Regions from separate parts of the Mus musculus genome. Here regions 1 and 2 are each linked to region 3. The links are chromatin contacts, called in public promoter capture Hi-C maps. All regions are on one chromosome and are shown on one strand. The core of a region is the stretch at or near the end of the contact, and the rest is flanking DNA. Distances in the headings are between cores, read along the strand shown.

Region 1 (2,977 bases), core at 353-2,852, 2.2 Mb after region 3:
GTTCCTGAATAACCTGACTAACTTTTGGCAAATTTGTAGGCCAGCAGACAGCTGCTTGTAGTACTCCCAAGAGTCTGGTGAAAGACCTTAAAGGGCTGCTTACCTGCTGCCTCATTAGGGTTCCAATCTGGGCATATGAAGGGTGACTGTTGTCACTAGGAAGCAATTTCCTGGCTTCCCAGAAGATGCATTCCCAGGCCTGTGAGGAAAAGAACATCTCAGGAGTTGTTGACAGTCATCCCAAGTTGGCTGATGGGTATAGTCTCCAAGAGAAAAGTTAAACCCTGGAGTTTCTCTGAAAAAGAAGGATTCAGATTCTTTGAGGATAGAGGTCAAGAGGCTGTTTTAAACCATGAAAGGGTCCTCATCTCGGGGCCCATGGGAGGGTCCTCATCTCGGGGCCATGGGGAGTGTCCACACCTTACATAGAGTTAAGGTGGGGACTCTGCCAGAAGTGGTCTTCCTCACTAAGATCTCTTCAATATCTGGAACCGGTCCTGGTGTAATGGGGACTTGGGAAGAAGGAGTTAGAGGTGGAGCTCCACGACAGGGATAGCAGAAGTAGGAAGAGATCCATGAGTCGTGTGAAAGGTTGGGCAATGGAGGGGACAATGTTAGTGAGGAGGTGTGTCCTTGTCCATGGAGGGGAGACCAGGAATCTCCCTCTCATCCCTCTGAGACTTGGGTCTGAGGGGGAGGACTTAAGAGGCGCTGCTCGACTCCAGCAAGAGAGAGTTGAGCCATTCAAGTAGCTCTTCCACAAGACATCACCAAGCCTTGAAGTAGGAGCCTTGGCCAGAATGTCCTTATCATGCAAAGTTGACAGCCTGTGTGCAGTAAACCACAGTTAAATTGAAAGTACCCCCTGGGCACCAGTCTATCCTGAAGGTGGGCCGTTTGAGATGACAGAATGTCACAAGATTGTCAGGGTAGACTTTATTACCAGATGGAGAAGTTTCTTCTAAAATTCCTTAAAATGATGAAGAAGCTCAAGAGAGGACTGGGTGGCGAATTGCTTCTGTTCTGTCTTAGAATCCAGGACCAAGAAGACACAGACAGTGAACAGAGAAATGAATGTAAGACCAGACACTAACAAACACAGAATGTCTAAATGTGACAAAGGGACTGATAGAAGAAACAGACAAACGAGACACCCCCCTCCCCCATCAAAACCAGACTCACCTCCAGTGTTTCCCCTGAAGTTGCCAATTCAAAAAATTGCACTTCTGTATCAGGGCTCTGGATCCTGGACAAACCCCCAAAATGTTGGTGTGCGATGGTGCGGAGAGTCTGGTGAAAATCCAACAACAGGAACACACCAAGTTGTTGTTGTTGTTGTTGTTCTTTAACCAGAGAAACTTTGTTGATTTGAACAGCAAACTGAGCAGTCAGGGATACAACACAGATGCAGCTGCTGCCACTGCAACCCTTACTCTTCTGGGGGAGCAGGTTTTGAACTCAAAAACCACAATCAACGTGTGTAAGACAGCATCATGAGATGGAAACTCACAAGCAGGTGGACCATCTAAGATTACACAAGAGGAAACACTGTCAGGGAGGTTTCTTAATAATGGGTTTCCAGGCCAGGTGGGGGTGCAGACTTTAATCTGCACCCGGGAGGCAGAGGCGGGCGCATCGCTGTGAGTTGGAGACCAGGGTGATATACAGAGTGAGGTCCAGGACAGCCTGAGCTAAAAAAAAAAAAAAACAACAACAACAACAAAGTTTACTAGTCATGGGTTTTGCAGTTGGAATGCAGGGGAAAGAAAGAAAAAGTGAAAGGAATGATGGAATGATGGAAGGAAGGAAGGAAGGAAGGAAGGAAGGAAGGAAGGAAGGAAGGAAGGAAGAAAACACATCTGTGTTCCTAGCTTGACCTTAAATGGTGTTGAGGCCTCAGCAAATGTCGGTGGATACAGATACTGAAAGTCTCATTAAGCTTCTGTCATGTGCAGTCTTTCAGATTCATTGTGAACTCAGCGTGGTCTCCACACCCGTGCAAGGCAGAGAGGACTGGCAGCCAGGGTCCTCTTCAGAGAGCATGGTGATATCTGAACTGAGGACATCACCCCTCCAAGGTGTGGTTGAACAGGAAGTTTGTGTTATAGATATAATAAAGAGTACAGCCAGGGGCATCTGAATGAGTGTAGAATGCACGGGGGGGGGGGGGGGTAGGCGGGAAGTAGATTTAACATGAACAGTAGGCTGGACTTGGCCATGAGAGGAGAAAGAGAGAAAGAGAAAGGACGACAGAGAGAGTGCTGTGGGGCTGGAGGGCCGTGGAACCTGGGAGCAGGTAACACCCTGGAGAAAGAGTGGGGTCAGGGCATGTTGAAACCCTGGAAATTCCGTCCTAAGATTTGCAGGAGTCGGGTCATCCCCTCTGCGCCCCACCCCACTCTGAGCCTGCATATTCCAGCACAGGTAGCCCTGCTCCCCAACCTTTGCCCCCCAGAGGAGGTCATAGAGCCTAGTAGCCAGGTTAAACTAATTCTCCCCTTAATAATGTCCTGTCCTGCAGCGCCTGGAATTTCTTCTTATTCCAATCAGTCATCCCGCATACCCTGGCCACACCCAGTGATGTACACTCACCCAGGATCCCTACCCATCCTCTAAAGGTTTACATAGCGATTGTTTCCACCATGAAATAAGCTGGCTCACCGAAGCTGTCTCCCCAGTGTCATATTCATTGTGCTCAGAGATACTGAGGTCTCCTAGACTCCTAGCCTTTCACACCTTGCTTCCCCTTTCAGGATCAGCCAGTCACCCACCATGGGTGAAGAAGTAGAGCCTGAAAGGCAATGTGCAGGCTAAAACCAGAGAAAACAAACAACCAAAACCCGAAAACAAAACAAAACAAGGGAGAGAGACAAGAGTGAGGTTGTTGAGAAAGAGAATCTGGAGAATGGGAGACACAGGAGCTGCAGAAGTATAGTGTATCTCAGTGCATCTCCACCCTCTCAGCCCCTCACCCTCC
Region 2 (3,209 bases), core at 126-2,625, 2.4 Mb after region 3:
CCACCCCACGAACATTCCGTTCCAGGGGACACCGGATTCGGACCCGACGCATGAGTCAGTGACCCGTGGCTCTCTTCGTCGGGCCGGCTCTTCACCCTTCGGGCTTGGTGGAGAATCCAACTGCATACAATTCCCAGAACTGGCATTGAGAGGCGCGTACTCTGGGACGAAGAACCCCATCGCAACCTGCGCAGTCGCCCGGTCCCCTGCCTGAACTACGAAGCCGCTGAAGCTCCGAGTCTCCAAGAGGGTGGGGGTGGGGGTGCGTGCCGCACTCGTGAGAACAGCGCCCAAGTCCCGCAAAAGCCTGCCTGTGCTGGGCGGACCCACAACTATGGTCTGCCCTGCCGGAGCGCGAGTGTGCACTGAGGCGCAGGCGTGGGGCCGTCTCCTTCACGGACCCACGAAGGCACCGCCAACTACGGGAGGGCGCGCGCGGGGGAAAGGGGATCCCTACCCAATCTGTCCCACGGGCGGCCAGTGGCGGAAAGCAGCTCCTCTCCGACTCAGACCCGCGACAGAGGGACAACTGAAGCACTGGGCTGACACCGACTCCAAGGGATCGCCCCCCTCCGGTCTCAAACTTTTTGCTCAATTTCACGGCGGCCCGGGGAGGGCGCTGAGCCTCTGGGCCGGCCTGGCCACGCCCCGCGTTCCTTGTGCTCTCGGGGTGGAACCAGAGTTGCGCGCAGCTCTGGTCCCCCACCCGCCCGGGATCTCACTGCACCTCCCCGAACACAGTCGCCGCCAGCCTGGGCTCGGCCACGCGCAGATGAGGGGCAGGATCCCCGGATACGATTGTGCGCCCGGTGCTGGAGGAACAGCTTAGGAAGTCCGCAAGAGGTGGGGTTCTGAGCCCGGCCTGAAGCAGCGCATCCGCGGAGCGCGAAAGCGAGGGCGCAGCCCACATGCCGGCGCCCAGCATCCGAGCGGGCTTCGGGTACGCGTGGGTCTGCGCTTACTGAACCTCGAAACTGCTGTTCACAGTAGGGATGCAGCGCCTCTTTGGCGTCGCTTAGACCTAGCCTGAATTCCACATCCAGACCCTAGTGCTGTCCTGACTCTGGGCCAGGGTCGGGTCACCCGCCACCCGCGAACTTCTCTTCCTCCCCTGCTCCTCCGCGGTGCCTTTACTTTTAGCTTCCAGATGCAGCCGCTGGCTCACTCAGACGCCGAACCCGAAGCAGTCTGGCACGCCTTTCAGGAGAAAGCTGAACCGGTTTGGGGACGAAGTCGAGATGAGAGTACCTCGTCAGCAACCTCCAAAGGTGGAGTCTTTCCCCCCAGGGAACACTATCAAGGCCTGAGATGCTGCCTGCCGCGGATGATCGGGATCCACGATCCTCACCGACTGGAGGAACCCAGCAGTGTGGACAGGGCAATGGGGGCTCTCATCAGGATTGGAGAGGCTAGCATGGGGGCGTGGTCCCAACCTCCCCACCCCTTCGGGCGATCTCGGGGTGAAAATGCACACGTGCCCCGGTGTATGCGCTTCGGTGGAGATAAACAAGACGCATAGTTGTGTAAGTGATATATTTCATGGCAAGTGACCTGAGGGTGTCCGTGACTAACCGGAGTTAAATTTTTGGAAGATTATTAGCGGAGACTTGGAAAAAGAAGCTCCCAAATCCTACCAAGCACCAAAAACAGACACCAAACTCCCAAGGAAGCTGCATTGGTTTAGCTCCGGTTACAGAGAACTGGCGCGCCCACACCGGCCCCCGCGCGACCCCACCCACCTCTATCTTCGCATCGCTTCTTAAAGTCCAGAAGAGGCGAGTCCAAGAGGAAAACGAACCCAGATAAGAAAGGATTGCAGTGAACTAGGTCACGCCTTGAAGGTGGCTTCTCTCCCAGAGGACCCTGGAGTTCCCCGACCGAGTTTCTCAGTATTTTAGGAGTCCCCAGGAGGGCCAGGGGCACAGGCTGGACCTGCGGTTCCGCACGCGTCACTGCAATATATGCCTTGGCTCTGTACAGCCGCGGGACAGCCTGACCGGATCATGAACGCCCCGAGTGCCTTCCGAGAAGGTGACTCAGCGACACGCTCACGGGTGGAGAAACTCCCGGAAACAACCAACCAACCAAAAAAAAAAAAAAATGAGGATTTGGAGGGAGCAAGGGCGTCATCACCCACCCCCGGTTCCGCGACTCGTGGCTACCAAGATCTGGTCCTGCACCTACCCCCATCCCCGGCTTCCCACCTTACACCCCTGGAATCTAGCGCGGACAAGGAAGGATTGCAGCTCTGCAGCCGCAGTGCCGTGGTCACGCGCTGCGGGGACACGAGTCGCGGTGGGAGGAGGGGGCTCTGCGGGGAAGCCAGGCTCTCTGCCACTCGCTCCCTTGTCTACCCTGCCCCCTCCCCTTACCAGAGACCTAGGGTCCAGATCTGGCGTTGGTATCTAGCAGACTCAGGGAGGAAACTATTCTCCCCGAGATTTTGAGCTTGGAGGGGGGCTGGCTGCCCAGACTGTAGGAAACACCCTCCTCTGCTCTCTCACGGTTTGGGAAGGAGTGTTTATCAAGCCCGACAAGCAAGTCATTAACAACTAAAGAGGAGAAACTGAGGCACGGGGAAGGAAAGATCGGGCTGTGTGTAAATTTACGCTCAAAATGCCGACCTGGATCAGGGTCTCGCTTTTCTTTGAGGCCTGGGGCTGGAACTTCTCATACTCTGAGGGCAAGCGTGGAGCAAGGTTGACTGGAAACTCAGTCCGTGGGAGAGAGCAGAAGCAGCCTGCAGGACATTTTATACTTGGGCCTCAGGGCCGGTTCCCCTTCTGCTCAGAAGAGACCCAGTGGGAGGGGGGTTCCAGTCTGGCGCTGGTTCCAGTGGACACAATGGCTCCTCTGTGTCGGCTGCCGCCTCATCCTCTGGCCTCCTCACCTCTCTGGTCTCTGCCTCTTTCATTCTTGTTCACCTCCCCCATTCCATGCAGCTTTCTAGACCCTTTCCTTTCCTAAAGAACTTTATCCTATCTGTAGAAACCGGCAAACAGCACCCCTGGCCCTGTAGCCGGGAATGGACAAGAACAAGATGTTGGTTTTCTTTTGTGTCTCTGGAAGGATTGGGAGGTGAAGGGCCTTATGGGAGCTGTCAAACCAATTCCCAACAAAGCTTATAACAAACCCCAAGCCCTTCCCCCAGTCTGGGAGGCCAAGTACCACCAGAGCTTACTCTGTGTTAGCTAGGCTGGTGTATTGCT
Region 3 (2,954 bases), core at 189-2,688:
TCCCACTGGGCAAGACAGATCGATGGCCCAGACAGGCCGAAGGAGCAGAATTAAAAGCTCCTGAGAAGGCAACAGTCACTCAGCCTGGACACCGTCTGCCCTCACTCTGTAGGGAAGGCAGTGTGCAGCCCAGCAAGCCAGAGAGCACCTCAGGGCCTCTCTTATTCTCCCTCTTCTCTACTCTGTCTAGCTGCCCTACCCACAGGGCCCCAGGCTCCGTGGTATGTGCCTCACACTGGAAGCTTAGTTAGGTGCAAGAAGCTGATGGTTTTACAAACAGCATCCAGCAACGTGTATCAGGCTTGTTTTTTAATCATGTTTTGTTGTTGTTGTTTGTTTTGTTGTTGTTGTTTTTTGTTTTTTAGATTGCAAATGTCCTTTGAGAGTGCAGGTCCCAGAGTCCAGGCACTGCATGGTGATTGTCTTTTATTTTCGTCTTTCATATAGAACAGTATCTGGATCCAGTTTAAAGCCTTTGGGTATCATCTAGCCTCTTTGCTCACTTCTGGGGCTGAATGCCAGTAACTAGCCCCACTGTTGTACCTGGGTCTCATCTTGACAGCTCAGAGGCAATGCCTGCCTCCCAACCCCTTTCTTTTCCCAAGACTAGAGATGCCGGACCTCAGACCACGCTAGACTCCCTTTCCCTGGGTTAGGGGGAGGCTGGAACTCTTCTGGTTTTAGGTTCTCCTAACTGACCTGGATGGAAATATTTAAGGCCATAGGATTATCAGCGGGGACAAGTGTGTCCTCCCTGTGTCCTGTTCCAGGGTAGGCCTCCTGCCTCCCCGCCTGCTCTGTGATTCTCAGGAAGGCAAGGCATGGAACTCCAGGCCTATTAAGGGTCTTCCCCAGTGGCCAGTTAGGCGCGGGCGCTGCAGACTAGCTGGAGAGGCGTGGGGGAGGGGACATCCATTCCTGCCATTCAGCGACCAAGTCTTTCTAGGGACCCCTGGGCAGAGCGAGAGAAACCGGTCCCAGTGGAACGAGGGTGCAGGGGTCCTGCTAAGTGTTGCTAGTGATGACTTACACTGAGGTCGCCCAGAAGAAGGGAGGGAGGAAGGGGAGGTGAGACCACAGCGGTGGTGGTGGTGGTGAGCTCGGAGGAGCCCAGCTCCTTCTGAGCTCTAGGGTGCCCTACAAGTCTCACCAGCCTACGCATCCCCGTTCTCCAAGGCTGGAGCTGGGACTCCAGGGCTCCTGTGGCCACATTCAGCTGGCTCGCGGCCCTCCCTGCCTCGCCGCCCTCCCTGGCCGCGCGACCGCCGGAGCCCCCTCCCTCCCTCGCCGAGCTGCGCGCTCCGCCCGTGCAGCCGCCACCACCACCGCCACCGCCGCCGCGTGCTCCTGCTGCCTTCTCGCTTCAGCCGAGCCAGCCAGAGGAACGAGGGGGGGGTGGCAGAGAGAGAGAGAGAGAGAGAGAGAGAGAGAGAGAGAGAGAGAGAGAGAGAGAGAGAGAGAGAGAGTCGGCGAGGCAAGCGGAGCGGGGACACGGAGCCGTTGCTCCGGAACCGGCGGAAACCTCCTCGGACAGCAGTCGGGCGCCTGCCCCAGCAGCTCGCGTGGTCTCCGGAGACGCCGCGGCAGCCACCGCCGCTCCAACCCGGCCTCTCGCGCCCCTTGCCGCCGGCTCGCCGGGGCGGCCGGGATGCAGCCGGGGCATGGCCGCCAGGGCCCCGTCACCTGCCGTGGGGAACGCTGAACCCGTGAGTAGCCAGACCCTGGGCTTCCACCTCGGTCACGACCATCGCGAGGGGCCGGCTGGGACTGTGGGCACGGCCCGGGGAGGGGCGCACGGGACCCCGCAGTGGGAGGCGGGGCCGGCGAGGACGCGGGGCTGCGGAGCGTGGCTGGGGACAGACCTGAGGTCGCGCGAGGATGGGGTGGCGCCCTTGGGGGTCAGGGGTCTGCGCGCGAGGTCGGGGTTCCCGAGTTGTGCGGGGGCTGGGGTCGTGGCTCCGGGCTCCGGGCTCCCCTGGGAAACCAGAGGGGAGATTTTGTAAATGGGAAGGCCCGGGGTCAGGCTCCATGGAGACACCGGGGAGTCCCGCGCGCTGCGTGCCCGTGGCGGCGGCGGCGGCGGCGGCGGCGGCGGCACAATGCCCGGCTCTGGGAACTCCCAGGATTGGGGGGAAGCCGTGGCGCACGGAGATCCCGGCCCGCGGGGCGCATCAGGGAGGCGGCCCCAACCCGCAGGGCTGGAAGCACGGCTGGCGACCCTGATGCGCTACGGCGTGCGACTCTCGCCATCCTCAGGCTCGGGAGGGCTGCTGGGGTCCAGGAGGAGGAGAGCCGGCCGAGGGGACTGACTGATGACCTCAAGGAGTTGTGGGAGGACTGAGGTCCTCCTCGGCTCTCTCGGGAGGACCAGAGCCCTCAGCATAGCGGCACGCGTGGAACAGGCGCGGGTGGCGCACAGGGCTCTCTAGTCCGCGAGCTGGGGGGCGCTCGGGGCCGAGTCTTCCCAGAGGCGTGAGCAAGGATCGGAGGTTACTGCTCGCTTTGGCACAGCTACAGGGCTGGGACAGCCCGGCTGGGAAAGCTTTGCTAAGGTGGCCTGCACAACCCTAGCCCAAACTTTCTGACTTGTGGCCCCGGGAGGTGGTGGGATTCTCCTGGGGCTGTCTTCTTCAGGAGAAAGGTGTCAGGGGGTGGCTTCAGGCCGGCGGTCCTCTGGGAGCTCCCTGATGAAGCTTCGCCCCTATCCATTGGCATGCAGCCCTTCAGTGTCCTGGCCACCCAGGTCCCGCACCCAGTCTGTACCCGGAGCAAGACGCGACCAGCACGGGGGGGGGGCATTGAGACCCTATTAGACAGCTGGAACAGACCCAGGATCTTGGGTCTTGCATGAGATTGGGGGTTGGTTGGCTGTTCACGAAGCTCACTGACGTCGGCTAGTGTGTGTGGGCTGCGAGGTGAGGAGGGTCCAGGATGGCCGAGCCACATCCCCGCTC

The links. Promoter capture Hi-C pulls out the DNA fragments that hold promoters and counts their contacts.
Region 1: a promoter capture Hi-C map of the HPC-7 cell line shows a contact between it and region 3. The contact joins the promoter of BC018473 here to the promoter of Rbfox3 in region 3. A contact is called at or near these places in 4 of 39 promoter capture datasets (the HPC-7 cell line, cranial neural crest, liver and 1 more) and 1 of 9 other capture datasets (embryonic stem cells).
Region 2: a promoter capture Hi-C map of embryonic stem cells shows a contact between it and region 3, with 4 times the contacts expected there. The contact joins the promoter of Sphk1 here to the promoter of Rbfox3 in region 3. A contact is called at or near these places in 2 of 39 promoter capture datasets (embryonic stem cells and liver).

The regions. Positions count from the first base shown.
Region 1 is chr11:116,750,792-116,753,768 of GRCm38.p6, reverse strand. It overlaps BC018473 (cDNA sequence BC018473), which reads right to left and starts at 1,602. Exons shown (of 4, transcript NR_003364.1): 1 at 1,183-1,602; 2 at 104-199. It also overlaps Gm11735.
Region 2 is chr11:116,530,617-116,533,825 of GRCm38.p6, reverse strand. It overlaps Sphk1 (sphingosine kinase 1), which reads right to left and starts at 1,375. Exons shown (of 6, transcript NM_025367.7): 1 at 458-1,375.
Region 3 is chr11:118,908,056-118,911,009 of GRCm38.p6, reverse strand. Rbfox3 (RNA binding protein, fox-1 homolog (C. elegans) 3) reads left to right here and starts at 1,438. Exons shown (of 15, transcript NM_001039167.1): 1 at 1,438-1,706.